Linked DNA regions of Triticum aestivum: region 2 is linked to region 1. The links are chromatin contacts, called in public Hi-C maps. All regions are on one chromosome and are shown on one strand. The core of a region is the stretch at or near the end of the contact, and the rest is flanking DNA. Distances in the headings are between cores, read along the strand shown.

What was found. Hi-C and Micro-C count contacts between places; a contact is called where the count stands out from the background.
Region 2: a Hi-C map of leaf shows a contact between it and region 1, with 3 times the contacts expected there. The contact joins the promoter of LOC123112288 here to the promoter of LOC123112284 in region 1. A contact is called at or near these places in 2 of 5 Hi-C or Micro-C datasets (both in leaf).

The regions. Positions count from the first base shown.
Region 1 is chr5B:433,621,248-433,623,947 of IWGSC CS RefSeq v2.1, reverse strand. LOC123112284 reads left to right here and starts at 1,376. Exons shown (of 5, transcript XM_044533236.1): 1 at 1,376-1,539; 2 at 1,624-1,745. The coding sequence starts at 1,699.
Region 2 is chr5B:433,940,600-433,943,299 of IWGSC CS RefSeq v2.1, reverse strand. LOC123112288 reads left to right here and starts at 1,312. Exons shown (of 5, transcript XM_044533240.1): 1 at 1,312-1,445; 2 at 1,726-1,847; 3 at 2,417-2,700. The coding sequence starts at 1,421.

The DNA of each region.
Region 1 (2,700 bases), core at 127-2,626:
AATCCACTTTCAGGCCAACCGAACCCGACCACCTCCGATGGCATGTATATGCGAAGGAAGGAGAGGCATGGCCGCATCCCACGTTGGTTCCATCGGCGATGAGGGGGATGGCCAGGATACTTCGGTAGCTCGGTGAAAAAAAATCCTTTGAAAGTTCCAATGTACCTTTTTATATTTTTCTTGCCAATCAAGCACTATTACCTTTATTTGCTCGTTTCTTGTGACGTATCCAAACGATTCTCCTCAACAAATGATGTTTTTGGTTTTTTGGTACAATCTAGCATGTTGACGTTTCGATATTTTTTCTTCTATTCATATGTTTTCAAAATAGTGGGTACATATGAGTTCCTTCGTTACTCTTGGGCGCTCTTGTCTTCTTGTGTTCGCCTCTGTGTCTCACACCCAAGAACGCTTGGAACGTGTTTGGTTCAAACTTTTGTTACTCGTCATTCAGTTACATTGTTACCCGATTCTCGTGAACATGTTTGGTTATACTGGACCGTAAATGGGTACCACACAAACTAGCACGGCCCTACTCAAGCCCAGATTCCCCCACCCCCCACCATAAATAGACCGCTTTACTGGACAAGGGTGAGAGCGAACCCAGGACTGCTCGAGAAAACCCTTCGCCGCCGACCCCGTCCTGCATCTGTCCCAATTCTTCTTCTTCGTCTAGGGGCTACTACTCGCCGAGGCCCCGATTTCCCATCCAAGTTTCTCCATGTCACGCCCACCTCGTCATGGGAAGAGCAACGCCGAGGCGGGAAGAGCAGCGGCGGCCGCCCTTTCCCTTCATAGACAGGTGGTGCTGGCGTTGGATGCCCCTGGAGCCCAGATCTCCCCCTACTCCACAAGCAACCCGCCACGGAGGAGCAAGGACGATGTTGTGCAAGTAGCGGCGGCAACGGCCGATTCCATCAGGTAGCCTTTTTTTTCATGGATCCAAATTTCGATCTTCGTGATTTCTACTGCATGCGCGTGATGTGCTTCAAATTCCGAGTGCTGAGATTTCTGCTTAATGCTTGTAGTTTTTTTTATAAAAGAAGTTCAAATCTAAAGATTTTTTTTATGATTTTCAAAGTTTAGCACACGTCTATTGTACAGCGGGGACGAAAGCTGGAAAAAGAACATTAATGTATTCGATAACAAATTGCCAATTTAAACAAAATAGAGTAAAGAATGCGCGCATACACCACGCTGTCACTTTACTCTTCACCATTTACGTCGTTTCCTTTTTTTTTTTACCTTACCATTTACGAGTACGCCGTTGGAAACGCGACCTCACCCCGGTGCTGCCAGTCTGACCAGAAGGGCCCATCAAATTCGTAGAGGGTCAAAGCGAGTTCCCAGTTGACTCCCAGACTTTCCTTCACTCCCCCCTGGCCATCCCCACCGCCCCCCGCGACAGCGCCCCCCTCATCTCCCTCCGCCGAAGCTCGCCACCCCCGAGAAATTTCTCCCCATCAGCCCCGCCGTCGGCTTCTTCTCCCCCGTGGCACTGGACTGGAGTGGAGTTGGCACCCCTCCGGGCTCGATTCGGTAGGTTTGCTGGTGACGAACCCTAACCGGCTCGCGTTCTGTTCGCGGTAATCCGAGTGTTCATTTTTTCTCCAACGCGTTCAGTTTCTTGCGGGCTCGCGTGGCGGCTAACCTTCTTCCAGGAGGTTCCGGCGGCGTTTGGCCGCGCACTGAGGAACCATGCTCAACGTCAAGACCGAACCTGCAACTGCAATGGATGCAGTGGGGTGAGTCAATTTTGCCTTTTAATAATGTCTGAAAGCGGCAATGTTCTTTGTGCACAACGGGAGGAGCACACCATTCAGTTTTATGGTTTTCCTCCAAGTTTGCTTTTCCACTTCAGCATATGGAGTTCTCTAGAGAACACGAAAGATGCCATTGTAGACTTCACGATTATGCGCTTTATGTTTTGTTCAATTTTGATCCTTCAGAATTCATATGTACATAAACAATTGTACATAAACCCATGCTGGAGAAGTTAATTTTTAGTACAATTTTGACTAGGTAGGAGTAACATGCTGAATGAGGATAGAATACATTGCTGTCGGTTGTAACGAGTGTCTGTCAGCCGTTGGACGCCGTTTTATTCGTGGCCGGTTGTTTCGGCCTACTCTTAGGCTTCTAATTAATATTCGTTCTTCAATGCATTGAGACGCAAGCTCTGCTTTTTCTCGATGCCTGACAATAAATTGTAAGTGCAAATTAGTTTGAACACAAGACCAAAGGCTGCAGTTCCATAAATATAGTACCTGGAACCAAGTTGTTAGCAATATAGTAGTGAAGTTGAATCTATCTTATGAAAAAGGACAGCCTGCATTTTTGCTCACAAATACCATTCCGTAGGTCTGTGCTGGACTAAGTTTCGAGTGATCCAGGATGTTACGCTTTACTATCATTTGAAATGGCATATCGCTTCTTTTTTGCAAGTGGAAGTGCCATACTACTTCTTTTGCGAGAAGAAGTGGCATATAACTTTAGGGCTAGAATAATAAGGCAAAACAATGACAGAATGAAGGAGGCTTTGGTTCTTATGTTTCCGACAGTCATGTATTTTCTTTATATCCTAATTAACCTGAACATGCCACCTCTATTCCATCTAATATTTTCTTTGCCGTAAATATTTGAACCTTTTCTATCGGGAATCTTGTACCATTGAAAGTTTGAGACAAACTAAATACACAT
Region 2 (2,700 bases), core at 63-2,562, 320 kb before region 1:
CTGTGGATTGTTAACAAATTTTCTGAACAATTGCCATGAAATACTGACTGTGATCACTTGCAACCCCTTCATGTTACGGACAACAAACATGACAGAAGTGACACAGTTCATAACAGACAAACAAAGATGATGCTAAAGCTGAGTAGGACAGCCCGGTTCTATCATGACAGAAGTGACACAGTTCATAACAGACAAACAAAGATGATGCTAAAGCTGAGTAGGACAGCCCGGTTCTATCATATACTCCCATCCGTTCCTAGATATTTTTCTTTCTCGATAATCCATTTGAACACTCTCACACACAACCAACAAATGACTAAATACGAAGCAAAATAAGTAAATCTACACTCTAAAATATGTTATATACATCCGTATGTGGTAATCCATTTAGACACACAATCAAAATATTATAGATGATCAGGCGCTCGGGCACAAAAGCACTCTGTTCACTTACACAAGGATATCCCCCGGTATTGAAAGGTGGATTGGGGATTACACATCTTATTGGCTGGGTACCCCCCCTCCATCCTTGTTTTGATTTCTTCCCCTCCATCTCCTGCTTTTTCACTACTTCTATCTAAAAACTGCCTCGGTAAGCCCACGTCTTATTGGCTTAGCAATAAAATCCTATTCTTTAAAACCAATAAAATCATTTTTTTTGTATGCTGTCACAGTAACAATAAAATGATAAGTAAATCATCGTGATTGAGTACACAATCTTATTAAAATTATACAAATAATGAATGCGCAGTTATTTGTTTGTCCCGTTCCAATGACCGAGTAGTAGTAAGAGTGATAGACGTATACCGCTGAAACACACAAATTAAAAAAGAAATATTCTTCCTTCGTTGATTAGAAAAATCCGAGATACTATTATTTTTCTTGAACATCAGTACAGACACAAACGCTCATATATACACGCATACACTCATCTCTATGAACGCATACACGCACATCCTATCCCTATGAGCACATTCAAGAGACTGAACCGGCATATCATCTTGAGATTTTACGAAGTCAGCGTAGGCGACTCGTATTCCAAGGAAACCGTCTCTCCCACTAAACGCACATCGCCGGAAATCCTGAAATAAATCCAGGATAAATGCGAGCACCAGAATTTGAACTCTGGTGTTTTTTTAAGGAAGATCTGAACTCTGGCGGCTGGGGATACCACTGTTCATCTAACCATCCAATCACAGATTGGTTGAAAAAAAAATCGAAGATACTAGCAGGCAACGCTACGTCTGTAACACGAGCTATCTGTACGGTACTAGTACAACGCCAGGTACACAAGGGGATCGCATCGACGGAGGGTACGAGCGCCTTTCCGTTTGCTTTTGACGAGGGAACCGCGAGCAGCCAAGGCGTGCGGCTGGCTCCTCGCCGCGATCTCTCTCCGGTCGCCTTGATCGTGCCGGCCATGGCGGAATCCGCCCAATCCCGCGGTAAGCTAGCTCCTCCTCGCCTCGGCCTCTTAATTTGTTATCAGCTGATCCTCGAGTCATGTAGGCATTGTCGTCGAATTTGGAGGGTTTCCTCCTCCTACAAACGTGGGTGTGGATTTGACCTTGCGACCTAGTGATTCCAAAAACTGTTGATGCCATTGCCCAAGAGCTGAAACTTCTGGATCTCGGTCATGTCGCGGCAGGGTGCCGTAATCTCGATGTCATTATTCTCAAGGGACCAATTGTCTGTTCCCAATCATAACCCCTCACTGTATTTCAGGCGACTCGGGTTCTTCGGCAGTTAAACGGAAGTGCCCACCCTGCCAACAAGATGACGGCGACGACGACCGCACCGGTTCAAACTCTCACAATGGAATCAGCTCATGGAACAGCCTTTCCGAGGTACCTACTATACCTCCTTTCGCTACTGTAAGATGTTTTGGATATTTCAAAATAGACTAAATATGGACTGAAATAAGCAAACAGACACACTAAAACGTATTTATATACACTCAATTCAGAAAAAAGTTAGAACATCTTATCATTTGGGACGAAGGGAGTAATAGTTTGCTTTGACTGTATATTATGCTCCCAGACTATTCCAGTTCTGTTCGGTCAAAGGAATTGCAACATCGTTTCTCTTCTGAATTAGACCTTGTTAGTGAGGTGCCAAATATTCAGACGGATGTCAAGCTTGCTTTTATTTCAGTTGGTTAACCACACCAAGTTTGTGTTCCAGAAAAGAATGTTGCACTATTAGCCTAGTGATGCCATTGTCCTACTGTAGAAGTAAACATGCATCATCTCTAACCAGCTACTGACCAGTCATGTTCTAGTCCACTTTCTTAACACAAGGTTATAGTGCCACTACATATGGATCGTTTTTTTTTGCCCCACTACTGGTTATTGACGCCATCGTTCTGATATTATGATGCCAATGCGCTGATCGCCTCCCTTGCTTCTGCCTGCAGGATGTCGTGCATCATATACATGGCCTAATGCCGCTGCGAGACGCAGCACGTGCTGCGTGCGTGTGTCGATCATTTCGACGTTCCTGGAGACACTATCCTAACCTCACCTTCGGCATGAAAGAACTGGGCTTGATTGGAAAAGCAGCCACAGTGGACGAAGGAGCAATGGATCTTCTAAGCAGAACTGACCATATCTTTGGAAATCATTCAGGCATCGGAGTGAAGACGCTTGAGCTTCACCTCCCCTGGAAGTGGAACAGACTCGACACCTCTTACGTCGACAG